Linked DNA regions of Mus musculus: region 1 is linked to region 2. Evidence: chromatin contacts called from public HiChIP or PLAC-seq data. All regions are on one chromosome and are shown on one strand. The core of a region is the stretch at or near the end of the contact, and the rest is flanking DNA. Distances in the headings are between cores, read along the strand shown.

What was found. HiChIP or PLAC-seq counts read pairs in DNA pulled down with a chosen protein or histone mark.
Region 1: an H3K27ac HiChIP or PLAC-seq map of trophoblast stem cells shows a contact between it and region 2, with 15 read pairs. The contact joins two enhancer-like sites. A contact is called at or near these places in 5 of 15 datasets of contacts at CTCF or cohesin (CD8 T cells, the NIH/3T3 cell line, pro-B cells and 1 more), 24 of 484 Hi-C or Micro-C datasets (the AML12 cell line, B cells, the Ba/F3 cell line and 16 more), 12 of 115 datasets of contacts at active chromatin or transcription factors (CD8 T cells, the HPC-7 cell line, T-cell acute lymphoblastic leukemia and 8 more) and 3 of 9 other capture datasets (adipose tissue, embryonic stem cells and liver).

What each region holds. Positions count from the first base shown.
Region 1 is chr6:82,854,085-82,858,696 of GRCm38.p6, reverse strand. No RefSeq gene overlaps it. Among named protein-coding and RNA genes, the nearest start is that of Gm32591, 25 kb to the right of the region's middle. Within about 2 kb of position 2,251, at least 45 of the 459 cell types and tissues checked have an H3K27ac peak or open chromatin away from gene starts, as enhancers often do. A contact at or near this core is called in extraembryonic endoderm stem cells and trophoblast stem cells, where this site is marked.
Region 2 is chr6:82,720,998-82,725,438 of GRCm38.p6, reverse strand. Hk2 (hexokinase 2) reads left to right here. Exons shown (of 18, transcript NM_013820.3): 18 at 1-414. Among named protein-coding and RNA genes, the nearest start is that of Gm32480, 8.0 kb to the right of the region's middle. Within about 2 kb of position 1,853, at least 82 of the 459 cell types and tissues checked have an H3K27ac peak or open chromatin away from gene starts, as enhancers often do. A contact at or near this core is called in extraembryonic endoderm stem cells and trophoblast stem cells, where this site is marked.

The DNA.
Region 1 (4,612 bases), core at 1,002-3,501, 130 kb before region 2:
CCAATTCTGTCTTTTTATGGTATTGGGAATCTAACCCAGGGCCCCAGGCATGCTAGACAGATGTTTTACCATTGAACTAAATACTTAGTCCTGTGTTTACTTTTTATTTTGAAACAGGATGTTACTAAGTTGCCTGGGCTGGCTTTAACCTCGTGATATTCCTTTCTTCTCCTCCTAAGTAGCTGGAATCACAGGTATACCACAGTTTTACTACAATAAAACTTAAGGAACAGAATGAGCAGGGCAGTGTCTACATCTGGAAAGGCAGATGCAGTCGGCAGGCACCGTGGGCTCCTGGGGTGTCCCCCAGAGAGAGCAGCTGGCGAGTACAGGAAGCTAGCCATTTGCCACTGGGCCTGGTCTGGCCCACGCAGTATATTCAAGAACTTCAAAAAAAAAAACCGGGACTAGACATGGTGGTGCAACCCTTTAATTCCAGCCTTCAGGAGATAAAAACAGCCTGCTACCTAGTGAGTTTTAGGGTCACAGGGGTACATAGAGAGACCCTGTCTTGAAAAACAAAACTAGTAAGAACAAAAAGAACTTCAAACGAGTTGCCACAATTAAATATCAGTATTTAGGGACTTCTATTGAAAAGTGGGAAGGTAAAGTTGACTTGGCCTATATCCCTATGTGGTCAGTCACCATTTGCCAGTTGTTCCTTAACTGTCCAGTCCAGTCTGAAACGCCTGTTCTCTCATTGGGTCAATTACATCTCTGGCCATATTCTCTGATGACTTAGCCATCTGAGTCCTGCCATGTGGGGTCAAGTCACACCTCTGAGTGAGTGCATTTCCGAGGTGAGGTGGTATAATTTGACCTATTGTGTGAGTTCATAAAAGGGCTACTGTACCACGTGAGATGCTGGCTGGCTGGGTGTGGTGGTGCACACCTGTAATCTCAGCACGTAGGAAGCTCAGGGAGGGAGGGATCCTGAGAGTTTGAAGCCAGGCTGAGCTACATACTGAGTTCCAGACATGTTCTGGCATGCCTAGAGAGACCCTGTCTCAAAAGAGCTGAGTGAGAGGATATGAGAGCCTAGTCAGTAAAGGACCTGCTTGAAACCCAGAACTCACAGCTTTGACCCATGCATTTATCCCCCTAGAGCCTCGGAGGCCAGACAATTAGATTACTGGATCACCAGCAAGCCAGCCTAGCTTGTGAAGCTAGCTCCAGGCCAGCAAGAGACCCTGCCTCAAAAAACAGAGGGGCAGCTTCTGAGGAGTAAAACCTGAGGTTAAGATGTACACAGTATGCACATCCTCTTCACATATACTCACAGGAACACACACACACACACACACACACACACACACACACACACACACACTCAACACACACACACACACACACACACACAAAAGCATTCACAGAGAAAGGGCATGGGATGTGGCTAAGCACTTGCCTTGTAAGTTTAAAGGCCTGGATTTCATCCCCAGCACTGCCAAAATACAGATAATAGATAGATAGATAGATAGATAGATAGATAGATAGATAGATAGATAGATAGATAGATAAAACGGACTAATGAATGAGTTATTTAAGAGGGTGTGAGGGGGTTCCACAGATTGTTGGTTGTAGTTCCAGATAAGGTTATGAAGGAGAATCCTCTATGTTGGAAGCCCTGGTTCATACTGAGCACTATTTGAAGTGTTTGTGTGTTATTTTATTTTATTTTAGACCTACGCAGCCTTTTTACAGACTTAAACAACCAGCTCACACATTCAGCAGCTATCCCCACCCTCATTTCACACACAAAGAAACTGAGGCACAGGGAGGTAAAACGACTTAGTGTCTCACGGAGGCAGGGAATGTATGGGACTGTGATGGGAACCCAGACAACCAGCACCCACTCGCCCCACATGCCCTGAGACACTGTGTGAGGCTTCCTGGTGTGTCTGTCTTTTCTCATTTGTGAAGGGCCTGCCTGAGATGAAATCATGCAGGACTCTCAGATACATGCCAGTGTGTGTGTGTGTGTGTGTGTGTGTGTGTGTGTGGTAGTGAGGAGCAATGAGTAGAGGGGCCAGGAGAAAAAGGAGATGGGCAAAGAATCAGGGTACAGTCCTGTGGGTGGGGAGCACGGATGAGGGAGAGATGCATGTTTAAGTACTGGTAGTTGTCCATTAACCTGCAGATCAGGCTTCTAGCTTCCTTCGGGCTGCGGCTCAGCTTATCAGCCTCTCTCCAGTTCTGGCCTGGGGACTGCAGGGTGGGGAAGGGATTTTACTAGTTTCCATTCTTGAAATTCCAACCCCTGTGAACAAGAATCAGTTAGGGAGTCCTCCCTACAGGGCGGCAGCTGAGCTGTGGCAGTCCTCCCTACAGGGCGGCAGCTGAGCTCGGGCGTCCACACACAGGTATGCAGCGTGTGGACTGCCACAGAGGCTGACCTAGTAGGCCCTCAAGTCCCCCACCCTCTGCCCGTGGCTATGTGCCCAGGTGTGGGCTGCATCTGCAGGAGAAAGCAGAGCTTTTCCCAACGGTGGCAGCTCCCAGGTATCACTGCTGCGTAGTAGGACACCATGCTCACATCGGACAAAGACTGTGTGGGCTTGGGAGAGACCTTGGTTGTACAGTTGAAGGTTCAGAAAACAGACTCTAGGTTCAATCCCTTCCCTCCCATCTGAATTCATTCAGTATCCTAGCCGTGTGGTTGTCCCCGAGGTCCCCCGCCCCTACCCCTCACCCGGGCAGCCATCTGGTCCATATTCCTTATACCTTTGGACCAAGCATCTTCTTTGCCTTCATTCATCTAACATGGTGACTCAGGGCTACCTTCCAAGATCCAAGGCAATACCCAGATGTTTCCCTTGGACCTGTGTCCCTGAGTCATTTTTTTGGTGACCTTCTAGGGCCTTGGCCTCATTGTGGCTGTCTATCTCTCCGTTCCCCAGCTACGGATCTGAGAACCCTCCTAAACTCTAGAGCAACACTACAAGTGCCCACGATAGATACCCTGCTTGGCTGTGCTTCTGGGCGGCTGCTTTGTTGATGCTCTTTCCTTTCCCTCCGCTCTGGCTCTGGCCCTGGCTTCACCCTGTTGTCTCTCACAGCTGGAGCTCTTCTGACACCCTGCCTTACTGGCCTGGCTTATAGCTGGGATCAGGCTGGGCTAGTAGGTCATCCTGCTCAGAGTTCCTCCCAGCCCCAGGGTGCGGCCCAGTTGCCCTGACCCTCCTGTGTTGTGACTGGGTATATGAATAGAGAACTGCCACACTCAGGAAAGCCCAGAGTGATGACTCCACGGGGCATGGTTCTCCACCTCGGTCTGCTCCAGTGGTGCCCTGCAGAATACTCAGGAAGGGTGCAAGGGCGTAGGAGAGCTCAGCAGAAATCACGAGTCTTTCTGCTTTCCGCTCAGAGGCTGTTTGTCCTTTGCATTCATGTGTGTGTGTATATTTGCATGTGTTTTTGTCACATGGGTGCACATGTATGTGAGGCTGTGTGTGTGCCCGCGGAAGCTCAGTATTGGTGCAAGATGTCTTCCTAGATCACTCTCCATTTCATTTCTTGAGGCAGGGATTCTTGCTGAGCCTAGACCTTGCCAATTCTGTCTAATGTAGCTATCCACATTGCCATGGTCCCCTGCCTTTGACTACTAGAGTTACAGGTGGCCACCAAGCCTGCTGTCTGTCTTTTATGGCTTCCCAGGATCTGAGCTCTCATCTCAGCTCCCATTGCAGTCACAGTAAGGATTCCCAGTTACTGCAGGTGACAGGTGGTGGTGGTGGTGGTGTGTGTGTGGCCACACATGCCTCTAATCCCTGCACTCAAAAGACAGAGGCAGAACAATCATGAGTTCAAAGCCAGCCTAGACTTAAGAGAGATTCTGTCTCAAAAAACAAAAGCCAAACTAAACAAAACCAATAAAACCCTTCCTGCTATAGCTGCTTTGCCTTCTTTGTTTTTCTTTGTTTAGTTTATGGTGTGTGTGTGTGTGTGTGTGTGTGTGTGTGTGTGTGTGTGTGTGTGTGTGTGAGTGTGTGTGTGTGTGTGTGTGTGTGTGTGTGTGTGTGTGTGTGTGTCTGACTGGGTGTCAATCCTGGCCTTCTCAGGACAGCTGTGTTGAGTCTGATGACCTCAGCTCTCTAGGCGTGTGTAAGTATCCAGGGCTCTAGCCCACACCCATGCCCCATGCAGCTTGGCGGGGCCCTGATTCATTTCCACGTGGTTGGGTAAGCAGAGTCTGCAGGCTGACCTTGGGAAGAGCAGCCAGGCCTGGCTCACATTCACGGTGGTCATGCTGGCCCTAGTGCAGCAGTGTCCACGTGAAGCAGGAGACACTGGACACGCTGTCTTTTTCCACCCCTCTCATTCCCTGGAGACCACATCCCAGTTGTGAAGTCTCCTGCCTGTGTGTCCCCATGGAGCTGGGGGTGGCAAAACTCCCTGCTCTGGATAAACTATCCATTTCTCTTCCTAAGTTTCCTCACTACATCCCTATATACTCACTATATCTTCATTACTTTCCCCTGACAACCATTCTGGGGCCCCACTTCTTACTGCTCCCTTTGGTAGCACCCTCATTTTTGTTGTGAGAAAGGGTCTCACTGTACAGCCCAGGCTGGCCTAGAATTCAGGATACCTGTGACAGGCTCTTGAGCCAAGT
Region 2 (4,441 bases), core at 604-3,103:
CAGCACTAGAGGGTAGCCACGGAGTACAAATGGATTCTGACTAAATTTTCGAATCTTGAATTTTAAACTTTAAAATCAAGCACCATCTAGGAAAGGACTTTTTTTTAAAAAGGGGTGTGTGTGTATGTGTGTGTGTGTGTGTGTGTGTCTAACTTTTAAGGAAGTTGGCTTTCAATCCAGAGCATGAGACAGTGTGCTGTGTTCCTAGTACTAGGCTGGCTACTGCCAGCACTAGGTTGACAGCTCTCTCTGCTAATGCTGCTTTGTGTGATCTTCAGTGAACCTTTGACTCATCTCATATCCCTGGGCACTCGGTCTAGTGAGCGTTTTGTCATCATGTACAGTAGAGAACTAGTTGAATTAACCATGTGATGTTAACTATTATTAATAAATTTTAACTTTTTTTTTTCAAAATATTCAGTGTGTGATTGGATCTTTTAAGTGGGGCAAGTTAGGACTTCCTGGTCAGTCTGATCAATCACTGATGGGGTCGATACATTTGGAGTGGCCTGTTATCTTTCAGTGTCCGTGGAGACGGATTCTGGAATTCTGAAGCCTGTGGGGGTCGGATCCTGTGATTGCTTTCTATGGCGGAGATAAGCGCCGTGAACGATCAGATGCTGAGAGCAGAAGCTGAGCCTCAAGCAGTAAAGACAGAGTGGTGTGAGTCCTTAAACCCTCTGCAGCTCCCAGTGACACATTCCTCCAACAAAGGCACACCCCCTAAGCCCCTCCAAACAGCAGCACTAACCGGGGACCAAATACTCATGAGATGGGAGAGAGAGAATGGGACTAGTGTTGAGCCTTGAACCCAGGGCCACCTGTTCAGTGGACTTCACCCCTGGTTCTCCCAACACCACTTTCAGATGGGGTCTCATGTAGCCCAGATTGGCCTCAGACTCCTGGACCAGTTTTAGCCTTCCATATGCTGGGGTTACAGGCATGTGCCACCACACCTGACCACACTTGTTTTATACTTTTTTGAGTATAAAACACTGGGTTGCTCAGTGTGTAGACTTGAACCCCTTGTAGCCCAGCATGCTCTGCGCTCTTTGGTCTTGCACTCTTAACCCTCCTGTGAGGATGCATTTATAGACAGTCCTTTTGTGAGACAGGCTCACTATGTACCCCCAGGCTGACCCGCATCTTGCTATGTAGATCAGGCTGGTCATAAACCTGGCAGGCCTCTTTATCCTTCCAAGAACTTGGAGCTACAGGTAGGAGCCACTACAAGCTAAAGAAGTGACAGGAGCAGGACGGTGAGACTAGGTCCAGACGGTCTGCCCTTGTGATCCCAGGGCTGGGGAGGCTGAGGCAGGTGGATCCCTGGAGGTCACTGGTCTGCAAGCCTAGCTTACCCAACAGGTTCCAGGCCATAAGAGACCATGTCTTGAGAAACAAGGTGGACAGCTGAGGAAAAACAGCCAAGCCCATCCTTTCACTTTCTCACATGCACCCGTGAGTGCATGTCTGGGACTTTTCTAGCCTTTACATTTCAGAAAACACTGCCTTAAAAAAGTGATAAGATTGGCAAGATAGTTAAGAGCATAAAGGAACTTGATATGCAAATCTGATTTGATCCCTGGAGCCCACCACAGAAGGGGAGGATTGGTTTCTCACAAGTTGTCCTCTGATCTACACAACACACACATCCACTCACACATGGAGGTCCAGTTTTATCCTACACTGAATCTGAGTCCATGATCAAGCGGGACTGCGTTTCTTGGTGCACACGTGGGTCCTTTGTTTTCCCTTCCAGCCTGGCTTTCTAAAGCTCATTCCACTGACTTAAGTATATGAGGATGGCCTTGAAGTGACTCTCCTGCCTCCAGGCGCTGGAATTCCAGGCATGTGCCACCACCCCCCAGCTTAGAGGCCTCTTTGGCTTTTCTGCCTCAAAGCAGATTCTTACAGATTCCCCACTCTGGGCCTCTTGAGTTTTGCAGCTGGCTTGTTCCTGTCTGTAACATCAGCCATACTGCTCAGCACAGTGTGGGCACCTCTTTCCCCAGGTCACTTTGGCCTCTGGCAGCGGGATGGAAAAGCTACATTCGTTATGTCCCATGGATGGGGCTGGGGCACAGACAGCTCCGCACAGACCCTAACATTGGACTAGCAGGGAATATTTTAGTGCGATTTAGGGTACATTTACCTGCGGTGAGGCCCTCAATGTCCCGGATAGCACGTGTATCTCTTTCCTAGGCTGACTCCCCATCCTCCCAAGGAAAAATTAGTTTCCTCCAAGCAAGCAGACTGCACTCACACTGCTCCCAGCTTGGAAAGCAGTTTCCCAGCCAAACCCCAGGCAGCCTGTCTCCCTGTTTTGTTTTCTTCGGCTGGGCCCCAGGTGCCACAGGCTGGAACACAGGCACTCCGGTGTTGAGAGCATTTTCTAGCCTTTGCACAATCCGCTTTTGCTTTTCTGTTTTCCAATTTCCCTCTGAGCCATGTCTCTTTTGTTCTTCCCTCACCATCGGCAGTCTGAGCACCCTGCTTGACGCCACCTCGTTTCTGTACGAGTCTGGATGAGGCATACATTGTTTCGTGCCGTCTCTGGTTTTCTTTATTTCCTTTTCTAAGGACATGGATGAAATACAGGGGCCTGAAAATGCTGTGTGCTCTAAACTAAATGATAGATCCTTAGCTCTCTGTGATGCTTTAATAAAAACACACAAAACATAGTTGGCTAGAGTCTTGTGTCCTCTCTCAAAGCAGGGTTTGTTTACATATTTCTATCTATCTATCTCTATCTATCTATCTATCTATCTATCTATCTATCTATCTATCGTGTGTGTGTGTGTGTGTGTGTGTGTGTGTACGTACATGGGGAGGCCAGAAGAAAACCTAGAATCAGCTTCCTTCTTCCATCCTGTGGGTCTTGGGATCAAACTCATGTTGTTCGAGTCATAGGCAGGTATCTCCACCCACTGGGCTCCCTACTTGTCTGGCACATTTTAAGGCCCATAGACATTGCTGTGTTTGCATCTATTTCATTACTTCTAGTAGCTACAAATGTCTTGTTCTGTGTATGTCCTGTCTGCCCATTTGTTTTCTCATGGGTGAAGATGTACTATTGACTCAACAATGGCTACACAGATACCGTGGCTTTAAGCCCCTTGTAATGGCTAATCTTGGTTGTCAACTCTGCTACATCTAGAACCAACTAGACCCCAAGAGTCCAGCACTCTCCTGTGAAGGGTTTTCTTCATCAGATTAGTTGAAGGAGGAAATCCCACCTTCTAGTCCAGGACTGGGTGCAGGGAAGCTTTCCCTTTGGCCAGCTTGCCCCATTCTCACCGAGATGCCCATCTACGCAGTCGCTACAGCCAGGACTAAGCTCAACTTCTTCCAATGTAGGCTGGAACTCAGCAGCTCTCCAGGAGTCTCCCAGGACTCCAGCACAGCCTGGATCTGCTAAGACATCTACTCTTGTGGTCTGAGCAATTCCAGAGTATCGGTCTTTCCGCTGTAAGACCGGCATTGTTAGACTACCTGAGCTATGCTATTTGAAAGTGTGGTCTCCTGGCTTCATGCTTTGGCTGCCTGCTGCTGTGGTGTCCCTGTCATGATAGACTCTGATCTAACACTCTGGAACCCTGCTGAAGTCCTGGATAAGCCTTTCTTCTGATGACTGTTCAGGGCAAAGAACTTCATCAGAAGAGATTTTTTTTTTTTTTTTTTTTTTTTTAGCAAAGGTTCACCAGGTACATACTTGCCTGCCTCTCAAGATCCCCTTTCTGCCCAGCCCCACTCCAGCCATGCTGGAGCTGAGCAGAGGACAATCACAAAGGGAAAGAGATGCGAAGGGAGGCGGAGTGATGTGAAGGGAGGGACACCGCCAGCCCCTTTGCCCTAACCAGGATGTCCCTCAAATGTCTTTGTAATCACTTCTCTGGGCATCCACTCAAAACTTCACTATGGCTAATGGGGCACATGTGTGCTATACTGGGCTCTTGTGATGACAGGCTGCCCCTGTCCAGACTTCCCTGAGCAGCAAATACCCTGACAGTATCTAGTTTTCTAACCATTGTTAACTTGCTAATGGTACATTGGGGATGTGTGTGTGTGTGTGTGTGTGTGTGTGTGTGTGTGTGTGTGTGTGTGTGTGTGTGTATGTGAGAGAGAGAGAGAGATACCATGTGTGTGCATGGCCCTCAGCAGCCCTCAGAAGACATCCAATCCCCTTGGATCTGGAGTTCGAGGTGGTTGTGAGCTGCTCTTTGTGGGTGCTGAAAACTGAACTTAGGTTTTCTGTAAGAGCAGCAAGTACTCTTAACCACTGCGCCATCTCTCTGGCCCCCTGAATCTATCATATTTATTTACTAACTAAGTCAAATATATTATAAGGGAAAATCACTCCAGGTCAAGAACTGCTATTGCAGAGAAATATTAAACATTTGAAATTGATTTTAAAACTATATTTTGGGCCATGGGTTGTGTT